Regions from separate parts of the Mus musculus genome. Here region 1 is linked to region 2. The links are chromatin contacts, called in public HiChIP or PLAC-seq maps. All regions are on one chromosome and are shown on one strand. Each heading gives the region's core, a stretch centred on a gene start, on an enhancer-like site or on the middle of the called end of the contact. The rest is flanking DNA. Distances are from core to core; before and after follow the strand shown.

Region 1 (6,297 bases), core at 1,906-4,405, 270 kb after region 2:
TCAGTCCGTCTGTCCCTGCCCGATGCTAAACTCCCTGCCCACCCTTCTCACTTCCTCTTGCACCTCAGTGTTTGTTTATTAAGGACCTGACTCCCTGCACTGAAAGGTTGTGGGCTTTCCTGCAGAAGGCTTTAGGATTTGACAGAAGAACCCAAGCAGATACCTTAGATCCCTGTCTGTCAGGTGTTCATAACTTACAGGGCTTCTGTGTAGCCCCAAACCAAACAGAAAGCTCTGTAAGTCGAAGCCCAGTTCACCTTTCTCCTGTGCCCTATTTACTCTCTATACAGCTTGTGTATCTCTAGTATCCTGCCAGGTAGCTCTTCTTTGGAACTTTGTAGTTTTCATACTCCTAAATGTGCTTTCTCTTCCTCAAGTCTTACAGTATTGAGTAGATGTGTCAGACATTCCCATTCGGTAGAATAAACAGCTCTCAAGGAGGAGTGTATATTCATGTGCAATGTGCTCAGAGCACAGGGAGGCTGCTCTTACATCTGTGTTATCACTGTTGCCCTGCTGGACCTAGAACTCAAAATCCTCCTCCCGATTTCTGAATGCTGGGATTGCAGGTGTTTTGAAAGTAGTTCAGTTTAGAGCCTGGCCCTGGAAGCCTGGAGATAGGTGTGGGACAGTGAGGGACTGTGGGACGTATCAGGAGTTCTGGAGCAGCTGTGTACTCACCTGGGTAACCCGAGGGAAAGTGGGTCTCTGGGCCCCAGCCTCCTTGTCTGGGCCATCCCTGGCCTGCCTCTGGGTTATTGTGATATAACCCAGTGTGGTGGTGATGGTGTTCATAGCTAGTTTTTATTTACAGTACAGATGCTGTTCTAAATGCTCTTATTTAAGCAGGTGTGTGTGTGTGTTCATTTATTGGCAAATTTAAAGATTTGTTTTCCCTTTTTGTTTGTCTGTTTGTTTTGAGTCAGGATCTCTCTCTCTCTCTCTCTCTCTCTCTCCCTCTCTCTCTCTCTCTCTCTCTCTGTTTATTTATTATATGTAAGTACACAGTAGCTGTCTTCAGATGCTCCAGAAGAGATCATCAGACCCCATTACAATGGCTGTGACCCACCATGTGGTTGCTGGGGTTTGAACTCAGGACCTTTGGAAGAGCGGTCGGTGCTCTTTGTTTTGCATTGTGTATGGCTGTGTCTCTATGTGAACATATACACAGTGTGCATACATAGGGAGGTCGGAGGAGTCAGATCCCCAGAGCCACCTGATGTGGGTGCTGGGAACCAAACTCAGGTCCTCAGACATAGGAGCTGGACATGTACTTAACAGCTTAGCCATCTCTCTAGTCCTTATTTTTATTTTTAAAAAGGATTTATTTTAAAGTAAGTGTGTGTGTGTGTGTGTGTGTGTGTGTACACACATAAATAGAGGTTCCTGCAGCAGTCAGAGGCATCTCATCTTGAGCTGGAGTTACAAGTAGTTGTGAGTGGCACAGCATGGCTGCAGGTAACCATGGTAACAGAGTAAACTCAGGTCCTTTGCAAGAAGAGCAAGACCTTTTAGCCACTGAGCCATCTCTCCAACCCCTGTCCTAAATATTTTATTTTTTAAGTTTTATTTTATGGTGTATGGGTGTTTTGCCTGCATGTATGTCTGTGTAGCATGTGTGTACCATGCCCTTGGAGTTTAGAAAAGGGTAATAGATCCCCTAGGACTGGAATTAAAGGCACTTGTGAACCTCTATGTAGGTGCTGGGATGAACCTATGGTTTTTTTTTTTTTTTTTTAAATGGTTTTTTCGAGACAGGGTTTCTCTGTATAGCTCTGGCTGTCCTGGAACTCACTTTGTAGACCAGGCTGGCCTCGAACTCAGAAATCCGCCTGCCTCTGCTTCCCAAGTGCTGGGATTAAAGGTGTGTGCCACCATGCCTGGCAAATCTATGTTTTCTGCAAAAGCAACCAGTGTTCTTAATTGCTGAGCCATCTCTCTAGCCCCCGTTTCTGTTCTACCCACTGAGCAATCTGCCGAGCCCTAACGTGATGTTTTGAAATGTGTTCTGTAGGCACTCTGAGTGGGTTTAGTACGATTGTCTGGGCTGGGGTGGATATGAAGGCAGAGCAACCTGGACACTGCGGGGGAAGCAGAGGTGGGGTCCTGATGGTTCTGGGCAGAAGTAAGGCACAGAGACTGTTTTGGTTGAGAGGTTAATCTAGCATATAAAGGGACTGGCTTCATTATGGTGTTCTTCCAGGTGGGCATCACCTAACAGAACTGCTTTGTGGCATTATCCTGTGTTAGGCAAGTGTGCAGAGTGGCAGAAATTGCAGTCTTGTCAGTGAAGGAAGACAAGTGTATTCAGGGACTAGGTCCACATTACAGCCAGGGGATCCAGTGGTTAGACCCCAGGCCCTTTGCTTAAGGGGTAAGACCTTAGGCATTGACCTGTGAATAATAAATGAGGTAGCATGTGGAAACCTTTGACTAGAATAAGTAGTTTCATTAAATTAACACCATCTGTTTTAAAATTATGAAGGTAATATAACATAACTAAGGAAGCTTGTGAAGTACACAACTATAAAAAATAAGTTGGCTTGTTGAGTCTGATGTTAGAAGACAAGGCCAAGGGTAAAAGAGATGAGGACCTGGGTAAAGTGGACTTGGGCCAAGGGGACAGTGAGGTGCTTAGCTTTTGAAAACTACCTTTAATAATCCCATTGAATGTGATATCTTGGGGATCAGAGCCTGCCTGACACAGGCAGAGGAGGGAGTGACTGTGGGGACCTCTGCTGTTGCAGGGGTGGGGAGCTGGGTACTCATGGCTTTCTCTGGGTGAGCAGGCTTCTAGCTCTGCCCCTCCTGTTTATCTGGCCCAGTGTAAGACAGAGATCGAGACCCTCGTCGTGTGGAGTCCAGACATCTTTCTGGTAGGGTGACACAGAAAAGCAGCAGAAGGGACTAGAAGGCCTGTGAAAGCAGTTTGATGAAGTGCTGATCATTTTGAAGTGGCACTTGATGCTTGGGGACCTGCTGAAGCCTCACTCACTGGGACTGGGGGCAGTGATAGTGAGGGGTACAGGTGGGGAAGAAGTGTCACCTCCAGAACCCTGCCTGCACTCTGGTGCTGAGGATTTCTTGCCTACCCATCCCTGGGTTCGTGTGAAGGAGGGGAGCACTAGGACCCAGAGGCCAGCATGCTTCCTGACAGTCTAGAGCAGCACTAGCGCAGAGTGAGACTCATCAGCTGGCAAGCGGGGCTCAGTGTCTCTGGGTTCAGGAATCCTTGGGCAGTAGAAGGGACTTACTCCTCAGCCCCATCACTGCTCCTGCCCCTCCAGAGGGAGGACCATGGACGGAGGGAGGTCCGTGGCTAACGGCTTCTGAGCCGTCCGTCCATGCAGGCCCATCACCCTGACCCCTCCTGCCTAGGTTTCTGCCTTTTCTCTGTCTTTGGCTAGCTGGGGGAGGGGGTAGAGTCCGGGTGAGCAACATGGCCCAGAGCAGGAGGCACATGTCCAGTCGGGTAAGTGGCCCCAGTCAATATGGGATGGCCCTGGGAGGGCTGCTGGACCAGGCCGGGTGCCTGTGGACATCACTTGTGTGGGGGCTGGGGAGGCAGGCTGGCTCTCAGCTGAGGTACTCACACACTGGGCTTCTGAGGAGCCTTCAGAGCGCTGACAGGGGCAGGCTGGACAAGGTACCCCACCCACCCACCCAGTTGGGTCCTAACTGGGGCCCAACTAGACTTGACCTCTGACTCCAGCTGGCTCTGAGGCCAGGGATTTCTGAGGGGTCCAGTCTGTCTTTGACTGGCCTGGGGGTCAGAAGGCCTAGCTGTGAGGCTCTTTTCAGATGCCCTGCTATCTGCCTCTGCTCTCTCCTCTGTGAGGTTAGATTTGCATCCACTGTTAGAGCCACCTGACTCCGAGAGGCGTGTTGGGAGGTGTGGGAGGGTCTTTTCTGAGTTTGTGTCCAGCCTTGATATCATTGGCAGTTTCCTTTATTGTCAGGCCCATGAGCTCTTCATTGTCCCTGGTATAGTTTGAGGTCCCCACATCCCTAGGAGCTCTGTCCTTACCTTACTGGTGGGGCTTTGTGAAGAGAGGGGCTAGGGAATGACAGCTGGGAAGGGTTTGACTTCCCAGGCTCTGGCAGGGCTCCTTTCTGAAGCTAACTGTGGTGTGTGTGTGTGTGTTTGGGGGGTATCAGGAAAGACCCCTCCCCCGAGCCTTTAGGTCCACGGGGGTCACATTTTCTTGCCTTATTTATTTGCTACAATCTCTCTGGTTCATGGAACAGCTATTGCTAAAAATGGCTTAGGTGTGATTTTCTTCCAAATCGTGGTCTGATCTGGGACCTAATTTCATGTGTTCTGTCATCACGGGTATGTAAGAATCTGGGTATGACCCAAGGACAGCGTTTTGTTTGTACCTTTGCCAACCCAGATGAACTACTGGGCAGGGTTTGAGGACAGTAAAGGGCTAACTTGAGGTATTTTGTTTATTTGTTTGTGCTCTTCATTTTATGACACCGTGGCCTGCAGGGTTTGGGGGAGAGCAGACAATAGGACATGGGCCCTGAGGAGGGTGCTGGTGAATGTGCTGTAGTCAACAGTCTAGCAGTGCCAGGTAGATATGGAGATGGACTGACAGCAATCATATCAGCAAGGCATGGTGGTGGCTGTGGCCCTGGAAAGAGGTGCAGTTCTGTCTTTCTGAGAAGTCTAGGTGGACGTGCTGATGCGTGCCAGTGAGCCCAGCATTCAGGGGGCTGGGGTAGGAGGGCTGCAAGTTTCAGACCAGCCTAGGGTGGTACTGAGATTCTGTTTCAAAGAACAGTGACAAAAATTTTAAAAGGCTCGTGTGCACGCACACACACACACACACTCAGGAAGAGGAGGAAGAGGAGGAGGAAGAAGAGGAAGGAGAGGAAGGAGGAAGAGAAGAAGAGGAGGAGGAGGAGGAGGAGGAGTGGAGGAGGGTGGAGGAGCTGGAGAAAGGCATTTGGTTTGAGTCCCAGGGAGACCGAGGACAGTGGAGAGAGCCACCACTGAGCTGCTAACTTTCTCAGCTCTGGTTCCTGGGACAGGGTTGTGGGGAGCCTGGTCTGAATTGAGTTGTTTGCTTGTTCTTACATCCTTTCCTTGGGGACAGTACACCCTAGAAGCAGCTATATGGTGATATTCAAAGATCTATCAGTAAATCCTAATTTGTTATACAATTTAAATATAAATTCTTTTTTAAAAATTTCAGTAGATTCTAGAGAATTTTAGAGTCTTTTTTTTCTTTTAAAGATTGTTATTGCTGAGCTGTGGTGGCACACACCTTTAATACCAGCACTTGGGAGGCAGAGACAGGCAGATCTCCAAATTTGAGGTCAGCCTAGTCTACAGAGTGAATTTCAAGACAGCCAGGGCTACACAGTGAAACCCTGTCTCTAAAAAACAAACAATAAAAAATGGATTGCTTATTGTTCATTTTTGTGACATTTTTTTTTCTAGAGTTTCTTCTTACTGTAGGCCAGGCTGGCCTCGAGCTCACCGGGTAGTCCAGGCTGGCCTCAAGCTCATGGTAATCCTGTCTCAGCTCCCCAAGTGCTGGAATCCCATGTGTGAGCTAGCAAAACAAGCTTTTTAAACATTTCTTTTTATTTATTTATTTATTTATTTATTATATGTAAGCACACTGTAGCTGTCTTCAGACACTCCAAGAAGAGAGCATCAGATTTTGTTACGGATGGTTGTAAGCCACCATGTGGTTGCTAGGATTTGAACTCAAGACCTTCGGAAGAGCAGTCGGCACTCTTAACCGCTGAGCCATCTCACCAGACCCCTAAACATTTCTTGAAACAAGGTCTCATTATGTTGCCCAGGCTGTTCCTTTAACTTACCTTATATAGCCAAGGTTGGCCTCAAACTCATGGCTCGCCTCCTGATTCAACCACCCGGGTGTTGAAGTCCTGGACATATGCTCTACCTGGCTTTGGGGAAGTTCTGAACATGTCACTGATGTTTTCCAGAGGGGAGTTTGTAGTCTCACTTTGTCCTGAGAATGGAGTTTAAAGGCGTGACTTGTGGTTTCTAGGTCCAGGACGCTGTCCTGAGCCTCTGACTGACCATGTTGGCATATGTCTTTCTTCCAGACGCCGAGTGGCAGCAGGATGAGTACGGAGGCAAGCGCCCGGCCCCTGCGGGTTGGCTCCCGCGTGGAGGTGATTGGGAAGGGCCACCGAGGCACTGTGGCCTATGTTGGAGCCACACTCTTTGCCACTGGCAAATGGGTGGGCGTGATTCTGGATGAAGCAAAAGGCAAAAATGATGGCACTGTCCAGGGAAGGAAGTATTTCACA
Region 2 (6,516 bases), core at 3,142-5,641:
CCACTGTTGGGCTGCAGGTCACAGACAGAGCGTGCCAACTCCAGCCTCCTCTTTCTTTCCACGGTTCCTGGGAACCCTGACTTTTACCTCCCAGCTAGAGCTCCTGACATCTCACTCCTGAAGACCACACGTCATGAACTCCAGGCTACCAATACTCACCGCATCTTAGACACATCACCGGGCACCGACGCACAAGTGGCTGCTTCTGACCTGTGAACCAAACCAAGGCCTCGCACACGCAAGTAACTTACCCCGCCCGGAGCTACATCTCCGACCCACACCCAGTCTTCTTTTTTTTTTTTTTTTTTTTTTTTTTTTTTCTTCTCTGTGCCCTGAGCTTGCGACCCAGCCCTAGTGGGTCTCAATACTTCTAAGGAGAGGACCCAATTGGCCATTCTCTTTTTCTGTTCAAGTCATTGTGACGGCTTGCTTTCATTGTCAGCCTGACTGGTCTTAGAATGCCCTAGGACACACAGCTCTCGGCACATCAGAGGGTATTTGCAGAGAGTTTTAAGTGAGGAGGGGAGACCTGTCCTAAATGCAGGCTGCACCATCCTCTTGCTGGGCTACTGGGCTTAATAGGAAGGAGGGAGAATGAAGCAAACTGAGCAACAGTATTTAGTGCTCTGTCCGTCCTGACGGCAGACACAGTGCAACCTCGCCTCTGGCTCCTCCATTCTTGTCACCATGACCTCTAAAACTTTAATCCAAAATAAACCTTTCTCTCCTAAAACTGCTTTTTGTCAGGTATTGGTGGTGTCCAGGCCAGAGGAACTGCAGCCAGCGCTGGAGTTTGTGGAGTGTGGCTCAGTGGTTAGCGCAGCTACAAAGCGTGTACCTCCAAGAGACAGTTCCCCTGGAGGGTTGTGCCCAGCATGTCCTCTGTTGCTGCTAGAGTTTCTTGCGCTTGGTGCTATGGTGTTTTCCTCGTGACTAGCTTGGTGTGATTATCTGTGGGAGCTTCCCACTCCTCCCTGGGCATTTCATCTGCCATATAGAATAGAAGTGCTGATTTCCCCAAGACAAGGCTGCTTACGGATTCAAGATTCAGTTGAGCTTTCTGAGAAGAGTTTAAAGACACAAGTAGCTAGGGCTTCTAATGAGGGATTTGGAGGATAGGGATAAGACTTGAAAATACCTCTTTTCCAGCTGGACGTGAGACAGGGAATAAGAACAGGGAAGTTTCAGGCATTGTTAGCCCACAGTTCTTGGCTGTGAGACTCAGGCCAGTGATCAAAGACAGCAATTATGTTCCTAACTATGGTTAGGTCTGAGTCTCCTGGTCATGTAGCTTATAGATCTAATTGCAGGGTTTTGGTACGCACCTTAAGAAAACAGAATACTTTGTAAGAGGGAACTAAATGATCCTATTGGGAGTGAAAGAGAAGAAAAGCAAATGGTTAACTAAATGGCTAGCTAAGCCAGCTCAGAAAGGACAACTCAGCTAGGCTTTGTAAACTAGAACAAGAACAACAGTCCAGTTGGCCACACTGTAACCGCAAACTGCTGTCAGCCAGTACAAGAAACTGGCTGAAATATACTTAAAACTAGAAGAGAAAATTAGAGTGTTATGCTTCAAACATAACAGGTCTATGTGTCTTCCTATCTCTGACTTCCTATCTGTCTCCCCCTCGGACCCCTGACCTGCTGGAGTTGGACTCCGGGAAGATATTTTGTCACAGCAATGAGCAGATAACTAATGCAGTCACTATCTGGCATTGCCTACAGCTCTCCCTACAGACCTAAGTTCAAATCCCCCATGCCCATATAAAAAGATAGGCGCAGTGGTATATGGTTGAGATCCCTGCACTGGGAGGGCAGAGATGAGAGTCTCTGAAGCTCATTGGTCAGCCAGGCTAGCTAATCATCTCCAGGTTCAGCGAGAGACTATATCAGAAATAAATAAAAAGTAAAGAATGATTGAGGAAGATGCCTAACATCAACCCTGGCCTACACACACACACACACACACACACACACACACACACACACACACACACACACACACACACACATCATATATAACTTAAAGGTAAAATCTCTACCAGAACTAGCCATCACTAACAGTTTAGCTGTGTTGTCCCACACAAACTTGTGACAATAGAGATGAGTTAGCATCACAGTCGATAGTGAGATGGCAGTACTTAGCAGTGCTCTCCTGCCTCAAACCACCATGAGCAGCCAGCCACAAGCTGGGCTTATCATTCTCTGTGGTTAAAGAGTACGGGCATCCATGAGACATTTCAGTAAGGGCTGGGCATTGGGAAGAGCTTATTATGGGGCCTAGGCTACTACAGGTGATTTGAAGAGAGGTTTAAGAATTCGGGGCATTGATTGGATTGGATACTGAAGAAGCCAAGTCATTCTGAGACCAGACATCTTAATATATCCTGTCTGAAAAGAGGGGAAACTAGTGTAAGGCCAAAGCTAGAGAAGAGTCAAACACCTATGTCCTTACATCAGCTGGGAGAGGTGGATTCATGCTCACTTCTTCTTTTTTTTTTTAATTAGGTATTTTCCTCATTTACATTTCCAACGCTATCCCAAAAGTCCCCCATACCCTCCCCACCCCTACCCACCCACTCCCACTTTTTGGCCCTGGTGTTCCCCTGTACTGGGGCATATAAAGTTTGCAAGTCCAATGGGCCTCTCTTTCCAGTGATGGCCGACTAGGCCATCTTTTGATACATATGCAGCTAGAGTCAAGAGCTCCAGGGTACTGGTTAGTTCATAATGTTGCTCCACCTATAGGGTTGCAGATCCCTTTAGCTCCTTGGGTATTTTCTCTAGCTCCTCCATTGGGGGCCCTGTGATCCATCCAATAGCTGACTGTGAGCATCCACTTATGTGTTTGCTAGGCCCCGGCAACAAAAGAAACAGCTATATCAGGGTCCTATCAGCACAATCTTGCTAGTGTATGCAATGGTGTCAGCGTTTGGAGGCTGATTATGGGATGGATCCCTGGATATGGCAGTCTCTAGATGCTCCATCCTTTTGTCTCAGCACCAAACTTTGTCTCTGTAACTCCTTCCATGGGTGTTTTCATGCTCACTTCTGTGGTCTGGGCACTATTCTTGTTTGTGCCTGTGCCTGTGTTTACATGTACCTAGAGCTCTTGCTTTCATTCTGACCTGTCCTCTGCACTGAGTGTCTTATCCAGTGCTGATGCTCTGAGCCATTCCCCGTTCAACAGAGCTTGCAGAACCCACATGCTTGGCTAGCGCCCAGCACTCCGGGGTGACTCTCCTCCCTCTACGTTGTCTCTTCCTCACTAACCAGTGTTGCAGACATGTTTTCACGCCAACACTGAGTCATATTCAACTAAAAATATTTTTCATTGACTCGTTGTGTTTTCCTGTTAGCCTTAGAATTAATGTTAGCATGATGAAAATCTTTAGAGACACATCTCCACGCGGGCTTCAGAATTGGAGAGACTTGAAAACAGTCCCACCTCCACTGGGAGATGACTGTGTGATGTTCAGCAGGCTCCTGCTCTGAACCTGTTTTTTGGCTACAAATATGACTATTTATTCTAGACTTTCTGGAGTTGAGATTAGTATGAAAAATGTTTACTATACCATACATAAAATTAGTACATGCATGGACATAATTTTTATTATTAGTTAAAGCAACTATTCCTATATAGGATGTCTATTCTTGGAAAAGAATATTGTTATCTCAGATAAATGAGTTTAATATCTTTGATCTGGAAGGAAGAGCAGGAGAGACTAGTCTGCAAATAACCAAACACGAATTATTAATAGAGAATTATTAATAGAGAATTATTAATAGAGAATTATTAATAGAGAAAATTAAGGTCTAAGCGGGAGTTCAGAACCCAAGCTAGAGGGAGGCTGTGGGAGTTATAAAGGGAAACACCCTGACACTACCTGTCACAGCAGAGCGTCTGTGTGGTGCTTTGAATGTGAACTCCATAGGCTCAGGTGGGAGAAAACTTAGACCCCAGTCACTGGTGCTATTTGGGGAGGTTTAAGACGCGAGGTCTTGTATGTCACTGGGGTCAGCGGTCAAGCTTAGATGGCCTCTCCCCGCGTGCAGTTTACTCTCCCAAGTTTGTGCTTGTGGTTGGGGGTGTGAGTTCCTAGCTTTCTGCTCCAGTCACTGCCTGCTGCCATGTCACCACGCCCGCCAGGCTTCCAGGCCACGGTGGAATTTTATCCCTCTGGAACCGAAAGCCAAAACCAAGGATTTTCCCGTAAGTTGCTTTTGGTTGTTTGATGTTTTACCACAGCAACAGAAAAGCAACTAAGTCAGTCAGCCTGCGAGACAGAGGATTCCCAGCAGCCATGACTCAGCGCTGTGGAACCGGGGCAGCTGGAGCCTTGTGAGTTTCTGCAGGAGTGAGTACACACTAGTTCTTGCCATGACTCAGCGAGCCAGGTCAGCGATGGTCACACAGACTCACTCAGTTAATATTGTTGACGTCTCTGTAGGGCACGTCTTAGGCACTGTGCATCTAGGATTATGCTAAACGGCTATGGTGCGGGACAATATGAAGTACAGACTTAGTAAGAAGGAAAATAACTCTAACAGAATAAACAAGCCAAAAAGAGGAAATGCACATTAATGATAAATGCTATGCTGAGAAGGATGTGTAGGTAGTGTTGTAGGTTAAATATGAAATGGCTCCCACAGGCTCGCACTTGTTTGCCACTTGGTGGTGCTGTTTGCAAAGGTTATAGAACGTTTAGGTTTGGAGCCTTGTTGGAGGAAGTTAATCACTGGGGACCAGGCCTCTGTCTCTCTGTTTCTCTCTCTGCCTGTCTCTGTCTGTCTGTCTCTGCCTGTCTCTGTTTCTCTGTCTCTCTCTGTGTGTATTTGTATCTGTCTGTCTGTCTGTCTGTCTGTCTGTCTGTCTGTCTGTCTGTCTCTCTTTCTCTCCCCTCTCTGTGAGGGTGAAACATGGTTGCTCTGCTTCCTGACTGCCAGGCCATCCTCATTTTCCTGCCGCCATACTTCCTCACCTTAATGGACTGTGTTCCCAGTAAGCTCCCCTCCCCTGCTAAGTTGCTTTTGGTCAGGGTCTTTTATCCCAGCAACAGACAAGCACGCATCTATACTGTGTGATCAGGGTGGTCCTCATTCTGGAAGTGATACTTAAAATAAAGCCTAAATAGCCAGAAGAAGCCAGGCTTTCCACCAATAATGAGCTTAATTGGCATATGGTAGGAAAAGCCTTATCGTGTCCACAATGAGTGCCCACCTTGAGTGAGAGGGAAGAAAAAAATAAAAATAAATAAAAAATAAAAAGTAATATATATGTAAAAAAAAAAAAAACTTAAGTAAGAACAACAGTTCTAAATTAGAAGGAAGGGTTGGAATTTCTCCTGGGTGTCATAAGAAGCCATTAGAAAACTTTAACTTGAAAGGAACATATTTAGCATTAATTTTTGAAAGATCACTGTCTACATCTAAATACCTTTAGTAAACTACAACTGGTGTTTTGTTTGTTTGTTCTGTTTTTGTCTTTTTTATCCAACTTCCTTATGTCCATTCTTCTGATAATGTAATCTTTCCCTCCCTGGACACGTATGTGACTTAGGCTTGGCCAATCACAGTATCCCATTTCCTTGGACACACTCATTGGTGCAATGGAGTCATGTGATATGAGCAGAGCTGTCCTTGTGATTCTTGGTTTACGCTGAAAAAGTAGTTTTGGCTTCTAAGATCTGTGGCTGAAAGGATGTGGAAGCAGCCATATTTCTTTTTCTCTTTAACATTCATTTATTTTGTGTATGTGTGCATGTATGTGCATGCACATGTGTGCCAAAGCACACATGTAGAGGTCAGAGGACAACTTGAGTCAGTTCTCCTGCCACGTGGGTTCTGGAGATCAAAGCCAGCAGCACGTGCCTTTGCTCATGAAGTCATCTCAGCAGCAGCCACCTTTTCTGCTTCTTTGAGTGGGGCCATTTACAGCAAGAAAGAAAGAAATCAGGCAAGACAAGCAAAGATGACAGACAGGCAGACAGACAGACTCCCTCTAACCCTGAATCCTAATTCCAGGGGCTGGGACCTTGACTCCTAAAGTCCTTTGTGCAGTCCTGAGGGTATCTTATTCCTGACTTCTCTACTAAGTGAGCCATGAATTTCTCCATTTACTGAACTGTTAGCCTTCTTAAAGGCATGCCAGTGTATACCTGTAATCCCAAGACTTTGGGGAACTGAGGCAGGAGAATCACAAATTCTGGGCTAGTCTGGGCTACATAGTAAGTTCAAGACCAGTCTGAACTATGTAGTAAGACCCTGTCTTGAAAAAAAAAATCCTTACTTCAGAATCTCCTTCTTAGCTGGAGTGTGTGTATGTGTGCATGTGTTTTCAATCTCTTTTTTCCTGGAGTAAAATCCACGTCCATCTTGGAAGTGGAATAGCACAAAGACTTAGTACATGTGTCCCTTCCATAGAGAAGCAAAGATGACATCAGTGGCTCCTGGTTTAGCAGAAGGAAACTCTGGCTATCAACATCACTCAACATGTATAAGACTAGAGGGCTG

The links. HiChIP or PLAC-seq counts read pairs in DNA pulled down with a chosen protein or histone mark.
Region 1: an H3K4me3 HiChIP or PLAC-seq map of bone marrow-derived macrophages shows a contact between it and region 2, with 2.5 times the contacts expected there. The contact joins the promoter of Dctn1 here to the enhancer-like site in region 2. A contact is called at or near these places in 1 of 39 promoter capture datasets (cranial neural crest), 36 of 484 Hi-C or Micro-C datasets (B cells, the Ba/F3 cell line, the C2C12 cell line and 19 more), 13 of 115 datasets of contacts at active chromatin or transcription factors (the 230-238 cell line, CD8 T cells, the NIH/3T3 cell line and 8 more) and 3 of 9 other capture datasets (adipose tissue, embryonic stem cells and liver).

The regions. Positions count from the first base shown.
Region 1 is chr6:83,176,434-83,182,730 of GRCm38.p6, forward strand. It overlaps Dctn1 (dynactin 1), which reads left to right and starts at 3,156. Exons shown (of 32, transcript NM_007835.2): 1 at 3,156-3,472; 2 at 6,091-6,297. The coding sequence starts at 3,440.
Region 2 is chr6:82,904,985-82,911,500 of GRCm38.p6, forward strand. No RefSeq gene overlaps it. Among named protein-coding and RNA genes, the nearest start is that of 2310069B03Rik, 26 kb to the left of the region's middle. Within about 2 kb of position 4,392, at least 137 of the 459 cell types and tissues checked have an H3K27ac peak or open chromatin away from gene starts, as enhancers often do. A contact at or near this core is called in the Ba/F3 cell line, the C2C12 cell line, CD8 T cells and 10 more, where this site is marked.